Regions from separate parts of the Mus musculus genome. Here region 2 is linked to region 1. Evidence: chromatin contacts called from public Hi-C data. All regions are on one chromosome and are shown on one strand. The core of a region is the stretch at or near the end of the contact, and the rest is flanking DNA. Distances in the headings are between cores, read along the strand shown. Region 1 has its middle 45 kb from the start of 4930452A19Rik. Region 2 overlaps Pacrg (PARK2 co-regulated).

The links. A called contact is a pair of places that touch in the nucleus more often than the background predicts.
Region 2: a Hi-C map of muscle stem cells shows a contact between it and region 1, with 2.8 times the contacts expected there. The contact joins two enhancer-like sites. A contact is called at or near these places in 2 of 484 Hi-C or Micro-C datasets (brown adipocytes and muscle stem cells).

What each region holds. Positions count from the first base shown.
Region 1 is chr17:9,817,451-9,824,562 of GRCm38.p6, reverse strand. No RefSeq gene overlaps it. Among named protein-coding and RNA genes, the nearest start is that of 4930452A19Rik, 45 kb to the right of the region's middle. Within about 2 kb of position 3,007, at least 22 of the 459 cell types and tissues checked have an H3K27ac peak or open chromatin away from gene starts, as enhancers often do. A contact at or near this core is called in muscle stem cells, where this site is marked.
Region 2 is chr17:10,498,175-10,505,286 of GRCm38.p6, reverse strand. The region is part of intron 4 of Pacrg (PARK2 co-regulated); the gene reads left to right. The region is part of intron 2 of Gm16168 (a long non-coding RNA gene); the gene reads right to left. Among named protein-coding and RNA genes, the nearest start is that of Gm16168, 8.5 kb to the right of the region's middle. Within about 2 kb of position 4,271, at least 42 of the 459 cell types and tissues checked have an H3K27ac peak or open chromatin away from gene starts, as enhancers often do. A contact at or near this core is called in muscle stem cells, where this site is marked.

The DNA of each region.
Region 1 (7,112 bases), core at 1,758-4,257:
GGGAACGGGAGAGATGAACCCACAGGACCAATGCCATTTCATGTAGGACAGAACCCAGATCACAGAGCCAGTGCTCCAGACAGTTCTGTGAGCATGCTGTGGCATGTTATGGCGGCTGAGCTCTGGACTTTTTACTCCGAGTATTTTAATGGGTTCCCAGGAGACCATCTTCCTGGTTGACCATAAACTGGAGGTAGCAGGAATCCTCTAGGGGCCTTATTTAATCTCCTTGAAAAGGGTGAAGAAATCCCTAGCCGTCAACAGGGAGACTAAGATATTTGCAAGCTTCCACCAGACAGCTGGATTTCAGAGGACACTAATTGGCATTTCTGAATTATGCCAAGTCAGAAAACAATCACAGGAATGTGGTGGATTTGTCAAAGGCACCTATGATGTCACAGCCCAAGGAAAGAGGATAGCTCACTCCTGGCTTTGCTTAGCAATCCCACCCAGGCTTTGGAGAAGGGACAGGAAGTTCTGAAGGAACATTTCAACTTCCCTTATCAAGCAGTTTTCTTAGGGTAACTGCAGGATTAACATGAGGATGGAGAGTAGTGGTAATAACAGCTAATGTTCTTGGTTTGTAACAATGTGATATCTGAGGGGTGGGAGAGACAGCCCAGGGATTAAGAGCACTTGCTGATCTTGCAGACAACCCAAATTAAGTTCCTTGCACCCCCATGGCAGCTTCACAACCACTTGTAATTGCAGTTCCAGGACATAAAACACCTTCTTCTGGCTTCTATCAGCAACTGCACTCTTGTGCACAAACTCCCACATAGATACATTCTCATATGTATAACTTAAAAATAAATATAAATCTTTAAATAGTTTGCTTGCTAAAACCAGCTCAACATTTTAAGGTGTATTTCTCTTGGAAGATTCCATAAAATATATGTCAGAAAGAATTAATGTATATTAAATTTTAAAAGGGAAAAGAAAATGCATATCAATTAAGCACTTAATGTGTAATGGGCTCAGATGAATGACTTATTTTCTGAGTGAGGAGAAAGGTTGTGGGAGAGTGAACTATTAGTTAAAGTGGATATTCAAACCTGAGATACCCATGCACACGCATCACTGAGTGTGTCCATGAGAATCATGCTTTTGTTCTCAGAATCCAGTGTTTTTGTTTGTTTGTTCTTGTCTTTGTATTGCCTTCATGCTGCATAGACTTCTGGTCTACCTCCTTTAAGACTGTCTGTCCTTGACTCAAGGCCAAGCAGAAACAAATTGTAGGAAGGAAAAGATTGGTGTCATAGTTCAAAAACTGTTACACCCTAAAAATGAGTTGGCTTTTGACAAGTGTTTTTAACCTTATCTTGGAAGGAAAGCAGGGCTTCTCTCTTCCAGTGAATGGGACAGAAACCTGTTAGCAAAGTCCACTTTGGAGAGATGATCTCTTTGCTCAGAGAGTGATATTGACCTATTCCATGTCCTTCTCAGGCAATTTCTCTAAATAGGTAAATCTGGTTGAAGAATTTGTGGTGAATGGCTCATGAAGTAACATTTCCAAAGACACTGAGATGTCAAGATAAGAAAATGTGATGAAAAGGGGGACAACTATAAAAGAAACCGTGAGAGGATTATCTTTGTGTCCTGGAATATACTGTGAGCCCATGACAGGAGATAATATATGTAGCATAAAGAGAGGTATGCTGCCTCCACGGCCTCTGTGTGTGAACTCAGAGCTTGGCTCAGCAGCAGGTGGACACAAGTTCACTCTTCAGATGAAATAATATTAGCATGCTTTCCACAAGAAGTTACTGAGCTACGCCTCGGGAGAATGATTCTGAGTATGTTCTGAGTGAACAGGTACCGTTCCACATTCTCCACGTAGCCCAGGATGGTCTCTGAGATACAGTTCTTGAGACTCTATTCTTGACTCTAATTCCATGCAGTCTTTTCAAAGACAAATATAAGAGATGTGAAGTAAATCTTCCTAGTTCACATTGGAGTGAGTGGAGGAAAGAGCAAAGAGTGGCCTGGGAGGTTATGTTGCTGAGAGTGCGGGCAGTGATATATGGCTGGGGCAGACCGCTTAGTGGTGTTCAGTAATGATACAGCTGTGGTAAAAGAAATAAGGGTAGATATGTCGAGCTATGTTCCTCTGTCTTACTGCGAGTGAACTTTACTGAGAAGAATCCATCATTGAAGATAACCTGACATCTATAGTAATCTCATATTAAGCCCAGAAATGCAGAGCCAAATTGACAAGCCTATTTGTTAGTCACACTGTAATTTTATTCAACAACACAATCTTTCTTTGTAACCAACAGTGAGAGTTTGAGGCTTGTATTCACTTGAGTGTTAAAAAGTGAAGCCATGTTTTAATTTTTTCTTCTCTGTCCTACCTCCGTGATTTTAATTTCTAGATTTCTGTTTCTCCAAATACACTGCCTAAGACACCCCCATTAGAATGTATTGCTTAGAAATTCAGACTTTGCCCACTTAGCACATATGAGGTCCTGGGTCTAATACTTAGCACTGAAAAATTGAAAAGCACAAAGGTTTGTGGAAATAGTCAGTTGGTAAAGTACTTGCCACAGAGTCATGAGTAGCAGAGCTAGATCCAGAAACCCACGTAAAAGTAGCTAGCCACATGGTGCTTACTTAAGTCCTGGCACGAAGGAGGTGGAGACAGGCAGATCCCTGGAGCTTGCTGGCTAGCCACCTTAGCCTACTTGGTTAATAACTGGTCTGTACAATTATCTAAAGTCTGATAAGATAATAGTGTTCCCTCCCATCCATTGGCTATGGAGATATTTACCTGTAAATTCTACATCTAAGGTAGCTATATTCAGATCTGTGTCAGCATACGAGGTTCAAAGTCAGAGATTCTCATCTCATCCAAAATGGTTCTGTAAATTTCCTTACATCTGTGTGGCAATCCCCATGCTTGCACTTTTATGTCATGATCTCTTTCTGACAAGTTTTGCTGTCTGTGTGGTGGAAGCTTCTGTCTTGGCGGTCAGGGTGGAGAACAAATGACATTCCTTTGCAGTGACAGACCTTCTGGGCAGAATGGGCAGACAACCACACCCATGTGCCCTGGTATTCTGGTCCATGGCCGTGCAAAGACCGCTCCTCTCCCTGGCAGTGGTAACTGCTGCTGTTGTAACTGCCAGCTGCCTCATTAACCTGGGCCTAGAACTTGATTTGTCCACCCATTCCAGAAAGCCCCAAGGTACTTGCTCTTGTACAGTCCAAGTCAAAGCGTGCACATGTTCTGTTGGCAGTTCCTATGACTTAATTCTTGACAGGTGTAGGCAAGACTGAAATGTGACTACATGCATGCCTCTGTCCCCGCTGTTTTATCTTGTCTCAAAATCAAAGTTTAAAGACAGGCTTATTTCAGGATGAGATGGAAGAGCATAGGATGAAGCCTAGGATTCTGAGACAGTGCTGTCACTGCATATTCACAGAGCCAGAAACATTGCCTCAAAGGCCCAAGTAATCTCAGTTCTTTCAGAAATGTATTGCTTATAATGTAGGTGGAGAACATGGAGACAGGAGATATCTGTGGATGGGTTTAGATGAGAGATTATAAGGATTGCATGGAGGGAGCCACTTATATGTTTTGTTTGGACCCATTGCCCATCGGGCACAGGCTTGTACTTACACAGATTTATATAGACCACAATCATAAGGTGTGAACCACACCTTTCTCCTAGAGTTTCTACAACCAGTTAGACATTAGAGTTATAAATCAGGATGTGGTTGTGTGTGCCAGAAACACAAGAGAACAAAACAGGAGGTACGCTGTGATGTACCTTGGATTACATAGCAAGATCATATGTCCACCCCAAAAGCCAAGATAAAAATAAAAGAAACCAAAAATAAAATAGTCATATGTGATGTCTGAGCTCAGAAATTCTCAAACATTTTAGCTTCCCTCCAAAGTTCTTAATTTGCTTTTGTCTAATCTACAAGCAGTGACCTCAGCTTTATAGTAGAGATTGAATTCAATTTGCTTCTCACAGAAATAGCATCCTTTCTACTTCTCTATCCATAGATTTCCTTAATTTTTATTTAGTTACAAATTTAATTACTATGAACAGGCTTAAAAACAAAGGCCATCTAGCCATAGGTCAGTATTCCAACTGGAGAGAACATTTCAGAATTCAAATTGCCACAGCAGAGAGTCAACACTTTTTACCATGGACGTCAAAATACTAGTTTCTCCTGACTCTGTTGAATGGAAGTTGATAAACAGTTCCATTATTGAGGTCTGGTTACTACTGAAAAAAAAAAAATATAGGGCATGCATGTTTTTCTTCCAAGGTGATTTTTTTTTTTTTTTTTTTTTTTTTTTTTAAGGAACGGCTCAATACCATTCCCAAGTGGTAATTTTGCCCACACTGAAAGATGATGCCTTGGGTAGAAGTGTTTTTCTGTTCTTCTTTTGATGATTCACACTCTTCCTCTTTTGCCCTTCTGATCCTATGTTACCAACTTCCCACAGCTTGTGCTTAGGGCTTCACCAAGGGAGCTTGAGCCACACGAGGCAACTCTGATCTCGGAATGTTCTGCTGAGGGGTAGAAGAATCCTAAGAACTTTATTTTAAAAGGGGAGAGGAATTAGGATACATATATTGTCCTACCTTTGTTTAAGCTAAGTGGATCATAGGCTTTTATTCTTCTGGAATCCAGACAATGTAAATCTTAATTTTGGATCAAGCAAGTAGCCATATAACAAGCCGAAGTGCTCAGCCAATGGATGACTTAGTCTTATAAGTGGTGCTTTGATGGCATTGGTACAAGTTAATGCTCCTTATAGGAAGTATTAGCAAATGATTATTTGCATTTATTATAGAGATACTATAATGACACAAGTTTTAAAAAATTCTCCAAATAGTTATGATTCCAAGATTTCTATTCCTTTCTTATCTTAGTACCAAACTCAAAACAAAACAAAGCACAATCCTTTTGTTTATTCAAGCAACTGTTGTTTGACTCTGGGTGTGCTGAGCACAGCTGCTACTTACTCTAATTGCTGCAAAGGAATGCAAAGGCGCAACTCACTGGCTTTTCTAGCTGCGCTTCTCCTTTGGCTGGTATTTTCATAGTTTATACTTGTTTTTAAAAGTTGCTATGATTTATGTAACAATATGAATAACTTCATGCTACTTGTGTGTTTGTATCAGTTATTTGTCTCATTGTCCTGACAAGATCAACTTAAGGAAGGGAGAGTTTATTTTGGCTCAAAGTTTGAGGGTACACAGTCCATCATGGCAGAGAAAGCATGGTGGAGGGAGAATGGAGCAGCTGGTCACATTTCAGGCCCAGTTAAGGAGCAGAGAGAGAGATGAATGCCAGAGTCCTGCTGGATTCCTCCCTTTTGTTTAGGTAGGACCTCAGCCTAAGGGATGGTGCTGCCCACAGTTAAGGTGGGTGTTTCTATTCCAGTTAACCAAATCTAGATAATCCCTCACAAGTATGCTCAGAGGCTAAGATCATCTACAGTGCCCTTTACAGGCACGCACAGAGGCTTGTCTCTTAGGTTATTCTAGGCTGTGTCAATTTGGCAATCAATACCACAGTAACCTATGTGAACACTTATCCTGTGAAGAGCTTATAAATGATTCTGTTTTCTCATTTCACCCTCAGTAGTTAGCTGGTATAATGAAGTATCTCCAAGGAGACAGACTGCATCCATATATTGGCAAATATGCTCCCATACAGCCAGACACCACTCTTCTCTCATGAAGGCGAGAGAGAATAAAGAATCTTTTACTGAAAGTCATATTTTCAATCCAGTGAGGCCAGAGCATTGATCGAACTGCATGTTATAGAGCCTGCAATTCTCTGAGGTCCCAGGAATCTGCTCTGACGCTTTGATGTCCATACCATTATCCTCAGGGAAATTAAATGGGTCTGGCACACAATCCTCCCTAGTTCAGGAGCTCATGGTATTGCTGTGATGGCTCTGAAGGCCTAGGGCCGCATCACCTCCCCACACTCTGTCCCCACCTCTGGTTGGAGTTCATAGATATTGACAACGAATACATTTTAAGCCTGCATGTTTCTTCACACATGGCCAGTGAACTAGGGTTAACATTTTGCAATGAAAACTTCTTCAGCTCTCTTGCTGTTGCAGGCCCTGGGGAGATGTGAGCCCAATGCCTCTCTATGTACTTCTTGCTTGAATTTTATTTCTATTTTCCAGAAGTTTCTGAATTATAAAGTTGCCTATCTGACCCTGTGACACTTGACATTTAAACTTAGGGGATATAGTCCTCAAAAGAATGGTTCTCAAGCTGGGCGTGGTGGCACACGCCTTTAATCCCTGCATTTAGGAAGCAGAGGCAGGCGGATTTCTGAGTTCGAGGCCAGCCTGGTCTACAAAGTAAGTTCCAGGACAGCCAGGGCTACACAGAGAAACCCTGTCTCGAAAAAAAAAAAAAAAAAAAAAAAGAATGGATCTCAACAGGTAGACTGATTTTGGTGAGACTGATCTTGGATATTAATTGACACATTTGGAAGGGAATGTCAGTTGTAGAATTGTGTCCATCAGATTTACCTGTGGGCATGCCATCCATGGGTATCTTCTTAATTGATGTAGGAGGTCCCAGCCCACTGCAGGTGGTGCCATCCTTATGTAGGGGCACTTATGCTATGTAAGAAAGGCAGACAAGCAAGCCAATAAGCAGTGGCAATTCTTCTACGACCTCTTCTTCGGTTTCTGTCTCCAGGTTCACGCTGTGCACCCTTACCTAGGATTTGCCTGAAGATGGACTACAGTCAGTAAATTAAAGTAAACTCTCTCCTCTTCGAGTTGCTTTTGGTCAGAGTGGTTTATCGGAGCAGAGGAAATGCAGACTGAAACAGAGATGAATACCAGGCATGCAGAACACTGCTCTGATGGATCTGACCATGTGTTGGGACTAGGATTGTGGAAACATTTGAAACATTTGGCTAGAAAGGGTGTTGAGTGTTTAGAGCTTACTGGGTCATTCTGTGAGTTCTTGGAAACTAAAAATGCTAAAAGAAATGGAGATGATGGAGGCATGGCTTGCCAACTCTGAGGGACACTCGAAAGTCCCCCAGAGAGTCTTCTAACATTCTTTGTGTGGTATGTTTTTGATTAAGAATTATGGAAGTCAAACCTT
Region 2 (7,112 bases), core at 3,022-5,521, 680 kb before region 1:
TGTTTCTGGGCCTGGCTTGCCTCACTCTGAATGGTTGTCTCCAGATCCATCTTCTTACTCTCAAATTTCATTTTTCTTAATATCTGAATAATATCACATTGTGTAAATAGATCACACTTTCACTATCCATTCACCAGTTGAGGAATATCTAGCCTATTTTTATTTTCTAGCTGTTCTGAGCAGAGCAGCAGTGAGCATGGATGAACAAGTAGCTCTAGAGTAGAATATAAAACGCTGTAGGTATATGCCCTAGAGCGCTATAGCTGGGTCATATGGTAGGACTAGCTTTAGGTTTTTCAGGAACCTCAGACCAATTTCCATACTGTTCCTACCAGTTTATTCTTACAACAACAGAGCACAAGTGTTCATCTTCCCACATCCACTTGAGCATTTGTTGATTTTTTTTTTTTTAGTTCTTTGTGTATTCTTCATATTAACCCCCTGTCATATTACTTCCCATTCAGAGAGCTGCCTCTTCGCTTGAGTGATGGTATTCTTCGACATAGAGAAACTTTAGCTTCATGAGGTCTAAATTGTTGGTTTTAATGCCTGTTACTAGGGTCCTGTCCAGAAAGCCCTACCCTGTGCCAGCGAGTTCAAAACTACTTTCTCCTCTATGATTTGGAGTTGAGTTTTGTTCAAGGAGAGATAAGGATTAAATTTCATTTTTCTACATGTAGCACCTTGATCACCAGCATTGCTGAAGATGCTGTCTTTTTTTCCCAGTGTGTATATAGCACGCGTTCTTCATTCGTTCATCATTTGGTGGTGATTGTAAATGGTGCTGCAGTGAGGGTGGGATGCAGATGCCTCGTGGAAATACATGCTTTACTTCCTGTGGGTACATTTCAAGTAGTATAATTACTGGATCACACAATTACCCTATTTTTACATTTCATTGTGGGGAGGGGGGTTCGTAGATCATAGTATGTGTGCCAGGATATAAATATGGAAGTCAGAGGACCTGTCTCCTTTCACCATGGGTTCAAACTTGAGCTGTCAGGGGCATCTCCCATCAAGCCATCCTGGTGGCCCTATTTGTATTTGGGGGCTCCATGATATTCTCTGCAGTGGTTGGCTAATATGCATTCCCAGTAAAAGCATGTAATGATAATTACGTTAATGATGTAATTACTAGCTCCCTTGCCTCCACGTTGTCACCAGCTCTTGTTGTCCTTTGTCTTAGCCATTCTCACTGTCCGGAGGTGACTTCTAACTGTTGCCTTCATTTCTGTTTCTGTAATGACTGGGATGTTTGGATATTCTTTCATTTGCTCCAGGGACACTTTCGAGAACTATTTAAACCAGTTGCCCATTTGTGAATTATATTATTATTTAGGGTTGTTTGTTTGCCTTTACTCTTTAGTTGAGTCATGTATAGATTCTGCATAGCAACCTTTGTCACCTCCTTTAAAACCAGCCCCACCATTTTCCTGAAGTTACTTTTGACAATAACAATTCAAGTTAAATTGACTTGTAAACTATTAAATGGGACATAAAACTTAGCCGTTGTCACTAATAATATTATTAAAACTGCTAGAATCTTTGCAGTATTGATCTTATAGGTTCCCATCTGAACACAGGACTTATTCTTGTGACATCAATTTCACTCATTGATTATTTCATTTTAACAGACGTCCATAGCCTGCCTCTGAACTTGATCTCAAATGTTCTCTCTTCCTGATTCAGCCCATTGTGACTCCAGACCATGGGTCTGTAGCATTGACATTGCAACTATGATACAGAGAAACAGAGCAGACACATCAATGAAAATTATTGAATGGCTTCCAATTTAAACACTATGCTACCCTAAAAAAAAAACAAAAACTGACAATGACTTTGACCACAGTTGACGTACCCTATTGCTCTCATTAGGCCTGCCTGTAGTTCCTAGTCCTTGTATCTATATCTAAAGCTGAAATGGGATTCTCAGTAAGACAAAGAGATACAGCCTGTATTGGAAGCACAGATGTACCCATCCCCTGGATCTCCCTTATACTGAGAGCTCTAAAACATGTTGTGGTGTGATCATAGGTCAAGGCATCAACATAGCTGAAGGTGAAGGAAATACAGAATGGGTAGTAGAGGAAGGTAGTTATAAATACCAATTAAGGCTACGTAACCAGTTGCAGAAACGAGGATTATAAAATATGAATGCCCCATTGTAAATTTACAAATACGTTTGCGATTGTACGAGGGATAGTTATATCATGTTAGGTGTATTCACAACCTTGTTATTGTTTCATGTGAGCATGAGATATTATTTGTGTCAAGTTGACAAGGGGTGGATTGTAGTGGCTATTCTTGGTTGTCAACTTGACTATATTTGGAATGAACTACAATCCAGAATTGGAAGGCTCACCAGTGACCCTTATCTGGAGGCTTGGAGATCCTTATCTGGATCTTGGTATGGAGATCTTGAGCCACAGTGGCTATGGATTCCAGAAGATTGAATCTCCGAGTTTAAGGAACACACCTTTAATCTGGGCTACACCTTTCATCTGGGATTAAAGGTGTGGTGGAACACACCTTTAATCTGGGCTACACCTTCTGCTGGAGACAATATAAGGACATTGGTGAGTGTCCTATGGAGAGAACACTGGTTATCTTCACAAAGTACTATTTTAAAGGAATTTAGGAAGCATTAAGTGTTTGCAACTGTGAGACCCACCTCTGACCTGTGTGAAGTATTAGTATTGTGGTCATAATCTTCTGACTCAAGAGATGGATCCACTTCCAGCCTGTGAGGTTGAAAACCAACTCACTGATTTTACCAGCTCCAAAAACATGTCTCTATTTTATGAAGGCTGCCAGAATGAGAACCAACACGATTCGCTAGTACAACTTCTGTGTTTAGTAACACAAAAGAGCCACTGTATGGTCCTAATTTTGTTATTAGATATTAATTTTTCTCTGTGTGCTCTACTGAGCCTTCTTCTCATAGCCAAAAATCATGAGAAGTATCACTCGTTTGAATAAAATGTTAGTTCTATGTTTTTTTTCTTAATTAATAAATCCTGTGTGCATAGAGTGCACTGCATTTTAGACTGCATTATGATTACAGAAGCTAATTGCTCTGTATAGGTTCACTTTTAAAATGATTTTTGTTTGTGTTTGTTTGTATGTGTGTTTGTTTGTGTGTGTGTTTGTTTGTTTCTGGTGTTGGGGATGGCTTGGCAATGCTCTGTCTCTGAACCACACCCCCAGAAAAACATATTTGGGAACCAGTTCCAAGAATGGAAAACATAGGTTTCAGAGGCCAAACAGAAAGTGGCTTTGTAAAGGAAGAAGCCAATGTTGCTGAAGTCTCTAAATAAGATCAAGGGCCAGGTGTCGAGGAGAGGATGAAGCAGAAATAACACACACACAGGGTAGTTTGCAATGAACCAAGCAGGTATGGAATAGCCATGGAGCTAACCAGAGGCAGGAAAAGTCTTGAGGTTCACAGAATTGGCTCCAGATCCCGCAACTGTGAGCACTGCTCTGTGAGGCAGCCTGGCCCTGGCCTTGGAAGCAGAAATAATCACATGGTCACCCATTTTGATTATCCCAGATTAGGGAACTGGCAGGTGGGAGTGGTAGTAAAAGGACATTTCTAGAATGTGCCTGGCGATCTGGCAAGGAGTTCAGAGGAGATCTGCAGTTGGGCAGGCTGTGTGGGAAGAAGCCTTAAATAACTGCCCTGCAAGCTGTGTGTTTGAGAGGGTGTTGGTAATGGAATGCCTTAGACAGGGCCATGCCAACAACAAAGTACACATTCCTGGGGGCCTGGAGGCCCAGAGTCCAAGATCAGGTTGGCTTCTGAGGCCTTTCCTGGGCTTGCAGATGACCTTCTTGTGTCCCCATACGTCAGTCCCTGCCCCCAGGTGCTTTGTCTACACCCTCTTTATAAAGGCCTGTGCTCAACCTATGGCTTCAACCTCGGGGATTAGAAGTCAGGGTTTTAGGGTCAAGGAGAGGAGTCTTTGGGTGAGAGTGGAGGAAGGGAGCCTGCGCCTCAGGACACAAGAGCTTAGGACCGTGCTAGTGGCCCAGTTGTAAGCCAGAGTCAGGCCAGCTGGGGCAAGTGTCAAAGGAGAGCTGATGGGAATGGCTGCTCGGATCAGGAGACTTCATTACAGAGAGGCTAGGGGCTCTCGAGACTGCTCAGCATTTCCTCACGCTACCGAATGCGTTGACATTGTTCCGTGTCAGCCCCACACTGTAGAGCGCCAAGGGCTCAAAGTGGCACTTTTCATTTCTGATTTCCCAACCACTTAGTCAGCTGTGAAGAGCTGACCTGAAAGGACAATTCCCAGTCAGAGCTTTTTTTTTTTTTTTTTAACCCCAGACCAAGGGTCATGTGTCGGCAGTTTTCTCTAAAACCAGTAGATGGCGATCTTCCATCCTTGGCCTGTTGACCCACAGGGATTAGCACTGACCTTGCCCCTCAAGGACAGACCTTTGTGATTGTGAAATTCCTAGGCAAATGAATGGATCTGGAGGGCATCATCCTGAGTGAGGTAACACAATCACAAAGGAACTCACACAATATGTACTCACTGATAAGTGGATATTAGCCCAAAACTTAGGATACCCAAGATATAAGATACAATTTGCTAAACACATGAAACTCAAGAAGAATGAAGACCAAAGTGTGGACACTGTGCCCCTTCTTAGAATTGGGAAGAAAACACCCATGGAAGGAGTTACAGAGACAAAGTTTGGAGCTGTGACAAAAGGATGGACCATCTAGAGACTGCCATATCCAGGGATCCACCCCATAATCAGCTTCCAAACGCTGACACCATTACATACACTAGCAAGATTTTGCTGAAAGGACCCAGATAAAGCTGTCTCTTGTGAGACTATGCCGGGGCCTAGCAAACACAGAAGTGGAGGCTCACAGTCAGCTATTGGATGGATCCCAGGGCTCCCAATGGAGGAGCTAGAGAAAGTACCCAAGGAGCTAAAGGGGTCTGCAACCCTATAGGTGGAACAACATTATGAACTAACCAGTACCCCAGAGCTCTTGACTCTAGCTGCATATGTATCAAAAGATGGCCTAGTTGGCCATCACTGGAAAGAGAGGCCCATTGGACACACAAACTTTATATGCCTCAGTACAGGGTAACGCCAGGGCCAAAAAAATGGGAATAGGTGGGTAGGGAAGTGGGGGGGGGTATGGGGGCTTTTGGGATAGCATTGAAAATGTGATTGAGGAAAATACGTAAAAAAAAAAAAAAGAAAGAAAAAGAAAAATGTATATATAAATCTAAGATATGAAACTTAAGTATGTTCTAAAAGTAAGATATCAAATATTTTGCCAAAACTTTATATGCCCCAATACAGGGGAATGCCAGGGCCAAGAAGCGGGAGAAGGTGGGTAGGGGAGCAGGGCAGAGGGAGGGTATAGGAAACTTTCGGGATAGCATTTGAAATGTATATAAAGAAAATAACTAATAAAAATAAATAAATTTTAAAAAAAAAAGGGGGGGCTGGTGAGATGGCTCAGTGGGTAAGAGCACCCGACTGCTCTTCCAAAGGTCAGGAGTTCAAATCCCAGCAACCACATGGTGGCTCACAACCATCCGTAACGAGATCTGATTCCCTCTTCTGGAGTGTCTGAAGACAGCTACAGTGTACTTACATATAATAAATAAATAAATAAATAAATAAATAAATCTTTAAAAAAAAAAAAAAAAAGGACAGACCTTCAACTCTATCTTGTCCTGGAATGTGAGGCCAGAGGCTAGCTCATCTTCTCTGCTAATTTATGCTTGCTCCCGATAACCTAGAAAACAGCTGCACAAGGTTAAAAACTAGATCTCCACTGGCAGCTACATAGACTCACTCCCTCGTGCGTGTCCTTGCGTCCCCTCTTTTCATACCAGTGGCATTCTCCAGTCACTGCCTCTCACAAATCTCCTATGCCTCTGGATTTTTCTGTTTTCTCAAGTCAGTTTGTTGTTGTTGTTGTTCTTGCTGTTGCTGCTGCTGCTGCTGTTGTTGCTGTTGCTGTTGTTGTTGCTGTTGTTGTTGTTGTTGTTGTTGTTGTTGTTGATCTGCTCCATGTTAAACCAGTTCAGGAGCATTCAACCTTTTGACATTCCAACATGAGGTTGTCATTCACAAAAATGTTGGCCACATTCACACAATCCTGGGATACCTGTGACTCATGAGCTGCAGGCTACACCCACCTGAACCTTTCTGCTCCTCCCCCAACTTCCTGTTCCTTCTCACTTGTAGCGCACCTTTCAGAGAGATTCCTCATTGCTTTCTAACCCAGCTCCTAATTCCAATGCTCACCAAGTGAAGTGGACAGCAAAGGACCTCACCTTGCAAAAGCCTCGAAAAATATTAGGCTGACTTTTCTGTGAAATAGAAGCATGAAGATTTTTGCATCGACTACCAGCAATACAACTCGTTTAATTTGGCTTTGATGTCTTAAAGGATTAAAATGTTGGTATCAGCCATAATATTTTAAAGCGAGCTAGAACACGTTGGCGGTTGTATCAAGAATCTGTTTGATGTCAAGGAATATGATTGCTGAAAAGGCATGGCATATGACTGATAAAATGGCATTAAAATGTAATGCTGGCAGTGGAGAATCTCAAAGATGGGGCGGGGGGCGGGGAGGAGAAGGTGGCCCTTAAAAGTGAGGACAGAGAAATGCAACTCAGGTGGGTGAGGTGCCACCAGCACCAGCTGAAGCTACTCAGGGCAGGCACTCAAGCAGCTTGCATCCCCTTTCAAAGAAGACCCTCGCCACCCTGTTTCTGCCTCAGAGGAAGAGCTAAGTTTAAATAGGTGGGGTTTCCCAGGGCCTCACGGTGTCCGTTTCTGCAGCAGGTGCCTGCCATCTGCCCTCACTGCCTGATCCATAATAGCCGACTTATGGTTCTTCCAAGGTGAAAGGTTCAGAATTAGTCTGGAAATAGGATTCACTTCTCCTCAGTTCCTCACAAGAGGGAGTAAGCCCCTTAGGGCCAGCTTCAGCCAGCTGGCAGTGATCAAAGCAATGAATGGATACTGGAGGACTAGAGAGAAAACCAGGAAAGATTTCTTCCTGGCAGTGTGAGCAGCAAAGTGTGAGCCTGCAGGTCTGGAGTTCCTCACTGAACCTAGTGTGT